2 separate regions of the Columba livia genome follow, and region 1 is linked to region 2. A link is a contact called in public Hi-C data. All regions are on one chromosome and are shown on one strand. The core of a region is the stretch at or near the end of the contact, and the rest is flanking DNA. Distances in the headings are between cores, read along the strand shown. Region 1 overlaps PTPN12 (protein tyrosine phosphatase non-receptor type 12). Region 2 holds the start of CCDC146 (coiled-coil domain containing 146).

Region 1 (4,764 bases), core at 104-2,603, 190 kb after region 2:
TTCTGCAGTCAGAGGTAGTTGCTGTGGACTGAGCCTGTCATTGTGCCTGTGAGCAGTTCACACCATCGCTGCAGGTGGGTTGATATCTGAGGGTTTTAGTCATTTGGCACTAGTGCTTGTTAAACAACATTGTACTGGTTTGGATTTATTCATCAACTATTAACTTCCTTAATTAGCTTAAAACAAAATATAATTTCAAGGCATTCAAATTATGTCTTAAAGTCAAAAGAAGCCCTTTGGGCCCTGTTTAATGGTGGAAGAGTCCCAGAAAGTGTAGACTGACTGTGCTTAGAACGAGGGTGTTAGACCTAAATGTTTTGTGGCCTTTAAAAAGGACAATATTGTTTCCTTGTCCAAAGAAAACATTGAATTTTTCACTGGAAGATGTGAAGATTGAGTGTTTGCTGGTATTCTTTGGTTACAGAGGAAGTATCCTTAAGTAAAACCGACTACCACAACCAAAAACATTAACATAAAAAAGAATTCATGTTTTATATGAAATACCAGAAAACAAAATGTGAAGGCTACTAACACTTTTTGTGCTGAAGGGCACTTAAGCAATGCAAGCAATAGATAAAATAGTATATGAATGTTTCTGTCTTCAGTAATTTCAAATTGAATCAGTTTTATTACTATCAGACTATGCAGAAAAATAAGAATGTATAGTCCATGAAAAATCACAGGGTCAACTGACCCCCATATTTTAATTAAGAAGGAAGAAAAATAGCTTTCATCTCCTCTTGGCTGTTGATAATTTGTTGTCTAATCTCTAGAAATATTCCAGCATGTGGGACTTACTACTGAATACAGCCCATTTATCAGTAAATATCCTGTGTCTTTATTTCCTCCTTTTGTGTCAGTTTCTAGAATACAACTTTATTTGGCATTTTTTAAACTTATGTTTTTTTCCTATTACGCTGAGAATCTGCCTGTTTGCTTTATGTAGTGTTCTCATCTTCCCCTCTTACTGATTATTGTCTAGCTTGGTCATCTACTGCTTGTTAACGTGTTCTGCTTTCCATGAGAAGTCACAAAGGAAAATGCCTGATTGGTTTTGAGAAACTCTGCTGGTGAAATCCCTTCAGTCAGATGTTTGGGTTTTTTTCAATATTTTTCCTTGTAAAAACAAACTGAAGTGTCTCTGTCTTGCCTGAATTCTTGTAAAATTTCACATACTCTTCTTTTGAATTGGCACCATACCAAATACTTGTTTGAAGCTCAGATTAGAACAGCTTCCTTTCTCAAGAAAGGAAGTGGAGTCTCATTGCTGTGTCACTTATTCCACATGCATGAGAATTGTAGATAATGATCTTGAGGCTGCATCTGAAGGTATTCCCATGTCTTTCTGAAACATCTGGAAGTATATCTGTCATCCAGAACCTGGGGGTGTTGAATAAAGCTGTTTGTATTTCAGATAGAGAAAAACTTAATGATGGTTTGCTATTGTTTACCAAACAGACTGCCTACTTCTACACTCTGGATTGTAAATATTCAGCTTTTTAAAGTGCTGACAGTTGAGGGCTATTTAAAATGTATCAGCAGCTTGATTGACAAGGCACTTGCCTGAACTGTTTTACCAGTTGACTTTAACTTTTTATTTGTTGAAATTTGGCACTGGAGAAGGACTGTATTTTGCAAAGGAGCTGTGCAACAAACATTGCCTGCAGGGTACGAACATCAATGAGAGGCTCATTTAGAAACCTTTATGTGATTGAGTGTATACTTCACATGACAAACATTTCTCTTCAAAACAGAAGAATTTCAGAAGTAATTACATTATAAATATAATAAAGGCAACCTACAAACTGTTTGGAAATTGAAGTTTGACTTGCAGCTTTGCTGTACAAAAGGCAATAAAATCTATTTAAAGGCTTTTTTTGTTTGAAGTATCAGAGATTGAGGTTCTTAGCGCTGGTTTTAAAAGAGGACAAACAATATGGTTTTTACTTGACCCTTTATTTTGATGCAAGCTTTTATGAGTCTTAAGAATTTAAAATTTCCTGTAAAACCTTCATAATTTAAGAAGGTTAAACTTCAAATGATTTCATTAAAACTATTTCAATTGACTTTTTAGTAACTTCACAGTAGTATTTTTCTCTCTGGGTCTTCTAATGAAATTAATATAGGGCTGCGGAAGAGGCAACTACTTCTTTCTTTTGCTAGTCATTTTTGGGTTTGCATTGCCTGAGAATACCTGTGGTTAAGGTTACCATGGAACTTTGTGTTAATGCTATGTCAGACAATATATTTGAAATTGTTATATTTGAGAAAAATCACAGCCTCTTCCTTTTTTTTGAAGGAACTCACTGAACAAATTGAGGAAACTAAAACATTTTCTATACGAGTGATAGTACTGTGAGGTAGCAGGAACTGCTGTGTGTATGACTATGTTACTGTTGCAGAAGAGAATTCTATCCAATATAGCATGTGTGGAGAAGGCTTAGGGATTTATTGAATGCAGCAGAAACAAATGTAAGTGGTAGAGTTTATACTACTTGGGCATTTAGCAGTGTTACTTCCAACTCTTGAATGTTCAGCTGTTAAAACAAAAAGCTTAATGGAGAAACATGTTTGTTAGGCAAAAATTGACAGATACTACAAAGATAGACAATTATGACATGAAATTCCTTTATCTATCCATAAGTATTGCATGGGTTATTAGCTGGGGTTGTTACAGTTGAAGTCTTAGTACAAGTTTGTATCTTTAATGAGGCTACTTCTTTCTGGCTTTTAAAATGCTATTGAACATAATCATAAATGGCCTCTTTATAACTAGCACATTCCTTGGCTTCCAGACGCAGCCTCAAAGAAGGGGTGAAAATAGTTGTAAGCATGTTTTCTCCAGTTAATAGAAAACTATTTTCTATTTGATAGCTTCTCTTTCCCTTTACATTCCCTTAAATATTCCTTGTGTATGTTATTGCATAGAAGTACTGATTCAGTGCTTGTCAAAACTTTTCTTTCTTGTATTTGTCTGGAAATGTTTTAGATTATGGGTTTTTGGAGGGGCAATAGTCATTAAAACCTTGTGGGTGTTCTGCTTGTCAATTGTGAACTTATGTAGCTATATTAGCAGTATCCTGATCTTGTCTGTTATATGTTACTGAAGGTCTGTACAGATACTGTATTTCTCTACAAGTTTCAAGCCTGGTTTTGAAGGAAGGAAAGAAAAAAAGACTTAAGGTGAAAGATAAAACTGTTGTCTTTTTTTGATGGTTTGCATGTCCAACATCAGCATATTTAACCTTGAACTCATGTTGTCACATAGCAATTCAACTGTATGCTAAAGGATGTCACGTAACTGAAGGGAACAGCACCTTGGAGTTGTAGACATGTTGCAGTAAGGTAATTTGGACCCAAACACAGATCTCGGTTGCCATGTTTCTTGACTGCACAAACAGCTCTGCTTTTTGCCTAGAGCAGTTGTTGGGCTCCAGCTTTTCAGCTTAAAGTTGTTCTCAGTGAAAGTCTTACAGGGCAGGATTTGTTTCAGATAAATCGGCAAGGCAGAGCTTTTAAAAAGCCTTTGTGCCTTCTTGGAAGACAGCACATAACAGCTCTAGCAGAATGATTTCTGGGAGGTGCAGATTTATTAAAAGGCTCTTCTGCGCAGCTTTGGTATTGGGGACCAGCAGGTAGGAAATTCTCCTTCTGTTGGAGGGAAAGCTCAGGGTTTCCTGTTTCAGTTGTGGTGCGTTTTTTTTCTACCTAGTATGAATTAGGCCAAAAACAAACACTGACCTCAGGGAAATGTGTTCCAAGGCATGGGAAAAGAGGAAGAGTTTTGCTTCTTGTGGAGGAAGAGGGAGAAGAACTTGAGGATTTATTCTTTTTTGAGTGCTGAGTAGAAACAAAACCAAGATATATTCTCCATGGAACTTAACACCTCATTCCACAGACTAAGATTTCTTTGCTCTTGACTTCATAAAGAGTGTGGGGACAAAAGTTTTGATGGTAGTAGATTAAAAAATTTATCAGGGAGCATTGATGTGGTTAAACAAACTAAATTTTCTTCAAAGACAGAGGTTTAGCCAATACCTATTTGGATCCTTATGCTGCTTGTTTGTATGAGTTTTACCTGATCTGTATTGGTTATATAGCTCTTCCTTTGAATGCTTGTCACAGGTGCTTTTGGCTGTTTAAGGATGTTATGTTAAGGCAAGAGCACTGAAACTGAAGAACTATAGAGCTATAACCAGTGGTGACTGGCCCAGCGCCTTGCAGGTGACCCTGAAAAGAGCGTTGCTGATGTTTCTTTTAGCTGTCTGAGCTGGAATAAAACTTCTTGCTTTAGGGATATTCTTTGTGGAACAAGTCTCAGCTTGTCTTTAGGTAACTCCTTCTACTCTTGCATGGGTTCTGCTGGGGATGCTGTTGCTTTGGTATCCATTCTTATCACATCACGGTTGTTGGGTTTTGACTTCCCTGAGAAACTTTAAATCTTGTCTAGGGAGGTAGGACAATGTCGAGGGTTAAGATTGCAGGGTGACAATAAAACCCTGGCAGATGTATTGTTAACCCCCTCTCCCCCCTTCCCACTCAGGACAGGCGATCGGGAGGGAAAGAAGGACAGAGAGAAGAGAGTTGGAAAAATTAACAATGTTTTACTAATGCTACTAATAAGAATAGAGAAAATAATACAAAATATACCAAACCAATCTTGAAAGTCTCAGCAACTGCAGAGCCGGCAAACCAAGTCCTGGACTGGACTCTGCAGCCAACCGGAGCTGGATTCAGTCTGTCACTAGGCCTCAGTTCGCAGGG
Region 2 (5,196 bases), core at 2,617-5,116:
AGATCCTGCAGCAACTCTGAATCACAGAATGGCTGGGGTTGGAAGGGACATCTGGAGATCATCTAATCCAACCCACCTGCTAAAGCAGGTTCACCAGAGCAGATCACACAGGAATGTGTCCAGGCAGGTTTTGAATGTCTCCAGAGAAGGAGACTCCACAACCTCTCTGGGCAGCCTGTTACAGTTGTCCTCACATTAGATGGAACCTCCTGTGCTTCAGTCTGTGCCCGCTGCCCCTCATCCTATCATTGGGCACCACTGGGAAGAGTCTGGTCCCATCTTCTTGACACCCACCCTTGACATATTTACAAGCATTGACAAAATCCCCTCTCAGCCTTCTCTCCTCCAGGCTGAACAGATCCAGCTCTCTCATAACATGCTCCAGATCCCTGATCATCTTTGTAGCCTTACACTGGACTCCCCCCAGTAATTCTCTGTCCTTCTTGAACTGGGGAGCCCAGAACTGGACACAGTACACCAGATGCAGCCTCACCAGGGCAGAATAGAAGGGGAGGAGAACCTCCCTCAACCTGCTGGTCATAATTTTACTAATGCACCCAAGGATACTGTTGGCCTTCTTGGCCACAAGGGCACATTGTTGACTCATGGTCAACCTGTTTGTCCACCAGAACTCCCAAGTCCTTCTCTGCAATGCTGCTTTCCAGCAGGTCCTTAACCTGTACTGGTGCCTGGGGTTATTCCTCCCCAGGTGCAGGACCCTACACTTGCCTTTGACTCTCATCAGGTTCTTCTCTGCCCTGTCCTCCAGCCTGTCCACGTCTCGCTGAACGGCAGCACAGCCTTCTGATATGTCAGCCCTTCCTCCCAGTTTGGTATCATCAGCAAACTTGCTGAGGGTGCACTCAGTCTCTTCATCCAGGTCATTGATGAACTGGACCTAATACTGATCCCTGGAGAACCCTACTAACTACTGGACTCAAAATATTAAATTACTAACAGCTATAGAAACCAAATGTACCTGCTGCCAGAAAAATAAAGGGTAATAAATGTGACAATAGGTTTCAGTTCAATTACCTGTAATCCTGGGATGGACTCAGTGAATGTACTACAGACAAGACAAGGTAATCTTTGCACTGGCCAAGCAGGAGAGGAAAAAAAAAAGTCAAAAAGTCAAAACTAAAAATATCTCTTTGAGAACACAGTCCTGCTGCAGTTTAGTGAAAGAGTCAATGAATATATAAAAGTAACTGTTGATCTGTTTAAGAGAATGAAGTTGGATTTTCAAATGTCTTTGACAATATCCTTAGGCCTATATTGTCTTTCAGTTATAAACTACACATCTTCAACACTACATGAAAGTGCATATCAGCACAAATATCAAGGTTGAAAAGTTCCAATGACACTGAATTATTTGGACTAGTTAAAAACTCACTGACAAATTGCAAAAAGATAGCAGGAAATCAAATGGATGGTTTGCCTTGTGGGACTGTTTGCCGAGAGGCATGGAGTTTGCCAGGAAGCACTCACCCTGAAGCTGTTTACATGTGTAAGCAGACACTTGGAAGAGAGACCCACTGAGGGGCTAAGCTGTGTCAGGCTCAGAAAATCCCCCAAGTTGAAAACAGGTGACAGTAAGAGAACACAGAGATAAAATATCATTTATGTTTGTCCTGTTCTTACTTCCCTAAGCATCTGTTCATGACTACTGGTGGAGACAGGAGAGTGGTCTCACTGAACTCATGGTACAAATCAGTACAGCCATGCTAAAATACAAAAAATAAACCATACTGAGGGCAGAGAGGGGTGAGGTAATCCCCTGATATTATTTACAGAATGTTTGTCTCTATACTAGTTGCTAAGAAACAAAAGAAACCATAAGTTTTGAAACACATATCTAAGAAACACCATTTCAGTTATCAACAGTGTTAAAAAAAAATATATGGATGAGTAAGACTAGAAAATGAAAGGAGAATGCTGCCATGATAAATCCATAAAACTTCTCCATTTTGAATGATATACAGTTCAGCTGCTTCTAAATGAAAACAGGAAAAAAGACATAGCAGAATTCAAGATATAGCGGGGGAAAATTAAGAGAAGTTAAAAGGTGCAGAATGTGTTTACTGTAAGGGTTTGGGAAAGTGCTAGCACCATGCTTTACAAAAGTAATAGACAACATGTATGAAGTATAAGTAGAATGAGATCATTCACCATTTCTCACGCCACACCTGCAGCAGTGTTGAATAACCACTTGAGGCAATCCAAAGGACTGTGTTTTTTTGCACACTGAACATTTTTTCTAGCACTGTGAAACTTATTCTGTACTGTACAGAAAAATGCACAATTCTATAGGAAAAAAAAACACATCAATGACTAAGTACAAATCTCTCTGGGCCAAGCACTCTAAACCTCAGCTCATTGAGGGGAATTATCCTATCAAGTTTGCCCTTTTCCTTCCACGAATTTAGAGCCACTGTCAGTATTTCTGTCCAGTGCAGATTTTTTATTGGTTTCAGCCACTACAGCTGCTCTCCCAAGTTGTTTGTAGGTTCTGTACCAGAAACCCAGTGCAGATTTTTGCCTTGTGCTCAAAAAGATAATGCAAGACTTGTACTAGACAAGGGAGCTCTTCTTGGTATTTAATCTATATTGTTACCTTCCAGACCTTTTTGATCTCTGTGGATGGCGACCCAGCACAGCTACCACTAGCGGTCCAACAGCCCTACTGGGAACAATGCTTGAGCTGCAGGTGTGCACAGCACATACTGACGGCTGTTGACTCCCAGCTGAGCTGCCGTTACGTTTTTTCTGGAAGACCAGCTGTCAGTAAAAATACAAGCGTGCAGTGCAACTACCACTTAATAGCACAAGTCTCAGCACTATGTATTGCTGACAAAAACGTCAACAACAAATCACGTATCCAAACACCAAAGAAGTCAGGAAACGGGGTGGGGGGGCGGGGAGGAGGAGAAAGGACGTTTTGAAATTCTTTAACTAGAGGGGGCATTATGCCATTTCCCAATTTCCGCTGCCACCGGCGCTTGTAGCCGAAGCAGCGGCAGCGCCAGCGCCGTTCCCGGTGCGCCCCACCTGAGCGAACGACCCCGCCTCCCCTGGGTGGGGCTGACCGCCGGGCGTGCAGCCGCCCCGCCCCCGCCTCACCCACCGAACTTCACGGGCGTCCTGACGTCCACGACAGCCTTGCTGTCCACGGCGTCCGCGACGATCGCCATCTGCTGCAGCGCCTCGTCGTACTCGACGCGGACGCGGTCCCGCTGCCGGCCGCGGGGCGGGGGGCTGCCGCCGCTCACGGCCACCAGCACACGGTCCGCGTCCGGGTAGCGCTCCGGGTCCAGCGGGCGGACGCTCACCTGGCAGGGCAGCCGCACCCGCAGCCGCCCCCGCGGGCTGACCGCCAGCGCCCACTCCTGGAGCGGCTGACGGCCGCCGGGCTCGGCGGAGCTGCTGCAGCCGCGGCGGGGGGCGGGCGGCCCCCACCATCCGCCCGCCGCCCGCACCGCCAGAGGCGCCCAGCGCGGGGGCAGCGCCCTCATGCCGCCCGGTGGGGCCGCGGCGGAAGCCCCTGAGGCGAGCGGAGGCGGGACAGGAGCCGCTCCCGGCGGCGGACAGCCGTTACAGCCGTTACCGCCGGGTCGCGTGACGCAGCTGCACGCGGGGAGCGGCACCGGGGCGGTTGGTAAACAGGCGGCGGCTGCTGGCGCGCGCACCGGGAGCGACAGGCGCCAGCCCCGCCCACGGGCTTCTGGGAGTCGTAGTTCACCAGCACGCGGAAGGAACTACAGCGCCCGAGAAGGGGCAGACTTTATGTACTCATTGGCCTATCAGCGAAAGGGGAAGGCGGAGTATTTCTGTGGTCTGCTTCTATTGGGCAGCGGGGCGGGATGGTAGAGCCAATCAGAATGGAAGGAGCGGGCCGAGGGCCGTTGAGGTAGGGCAAGGGGCGGTGAGCCGCCGTCGCCATAGCAACGGGGGGACGCGCTCGGCGAGGCGGGTCCGGCCGCGGCCGCACAGGTAAGGCCCAGCGGCGGGGGCTGCGCGGCCTGGAGGGACTTGCAGAGGCCGGGGACGGGGAAGGCAAAACCGTGGCTCCAACGAAGAGGCGGGAAGCTAGTCCAGCGGTGGTCGAGCCTCAGTCCTGTTTGAGGAGTCGCGGCGGGGCTGGGGCACAATTCGCCTTCCGTGTCCCTGGGTGCCGGGACTCTGCCCGCCGCTCCGTGCTGCCATCTCCTGCGAGAGAAACCGAGGTGCCTCCGGGCGTGAGGTTGTGAAGCTAATGGAGAGTGTCCAGAAGAGGGCTACAAAGTTGGTGAAGGGTTTGGAGGGGAAGCTGTATGAGGAGCAGCTAAAGTCACTTGGTTTGTTCAGCGTGGAGGAGGCTGAGGGGAGACCTGATCGCAGTTACAGCTTCCTCACAAGGGGAGGAGGAAGGGCGGGCGCTGATCTCTTCTCTTTAGTGACCAATGGCAGAACCCGAGGGAACAGCAGGAAGATGTGCCAGGGTAGGTTTAAGTTGGACATTAGGAAAAGGTTCTTCCCCCAGAGGGTGCTGGAGCTCTGGAACAGGCTCCCCAGGGAGGTGTCACGGCCCCAGGCCTGACAGTGTTCAAGAAGAGACTGGACAACACCCTCAGACACATGGTGTGAACTGTGGGGTTGTCATACGCAGGGACAGGAGCTGGACTCGATGATCCTTGTGGGTTCCTTCCAGCTCTGGACATTCCATGATTCTGTGAAGGCCTTTTCCATGGTCCACTTGGGCTGACTGTGGTGCACTAACAGGTTTCACCCTGTTCAGCCTCTGCAGCCACAGGATTTCACACCTGCAAGGAGAAGGCAGGATAGAAGAATGGGAAGGGGGCAATGGCAGGGCTTTGGGTGGCAGCCTGGTCTTTGTTACACTTAAGCTTATAGTAAGAATGCATGTGTTGAAATGTCCTCATTAAGAGGATGAAGAAGCAGTTTGGCAGATGTGCTGGAAAAAGTTTTTTCGAAAGCGGTATTGCAGTGCTTCAAAATTTGTCTCTGTCAAGACGGCTTGGTTAACAGTTACTCATTGTGACTGCTTTTTAACAGTTAACATACAGCCTAGCAGTTCTAAAGCCAGCCCAATAAATATTTCTCTGAGTTCTGTACAAAAATGTCATGAGACAATTGTCCTTCTAAGGTTTACAAACAAGTGGGGAACAACTGAATTCAGTTAAAAAGACTTTTTTGGAC

What was found. Hi-C and Micro-C count contacts between places; a contact is called where the count stands out from the background.
Region 1: a contact with region 2 is called in a Hi-C map of liver, with 2.4 times the contacts expected there. The contact joins the enhancer-like site here to the promoter of CCDC146 in region 2. A contact is called at or near these places in 2 of 2 Hi-C or Micro-C datasets (crop and liver).

The regions. Positions count from the first base shown.
Region 1 is chr1:198,674,983-198,679,746 of bColLiv1.pat.W.v2, forward strand. All of the region lies in intron 1 of PTPN12 (protein tyrosine phosphatase non-receptor type 12), which reads left to right. Among named protein-coding and RNA genes, the nearest start is that of PTPN12, 21 kb to the left of the region's middle. Within about 2 kb of position 1,354, at least 1 of the 3 cell types and tissues checked has an H3K27ac peak away from gene starts, as active enhancers do.
Region 2 is chr1:198,486,596-198,491,791 of bColLiv1.pat.W.v2, forward strand. It overlaps CCDC146 (coiled-coil domain containing 146), which reads left to right and starts at 3,867. Exons shown (of 18, transcript XM_065049114.1): 1 at 3,867-3,990. It overlaps FAM185A (family with sequence similarity 185 member A), which reads right to left and starts at 3,722. Exons shown (of 8, transcript XM_065049156.1): 1 at 3,125-3,722. The coding sequence starts at 3,512.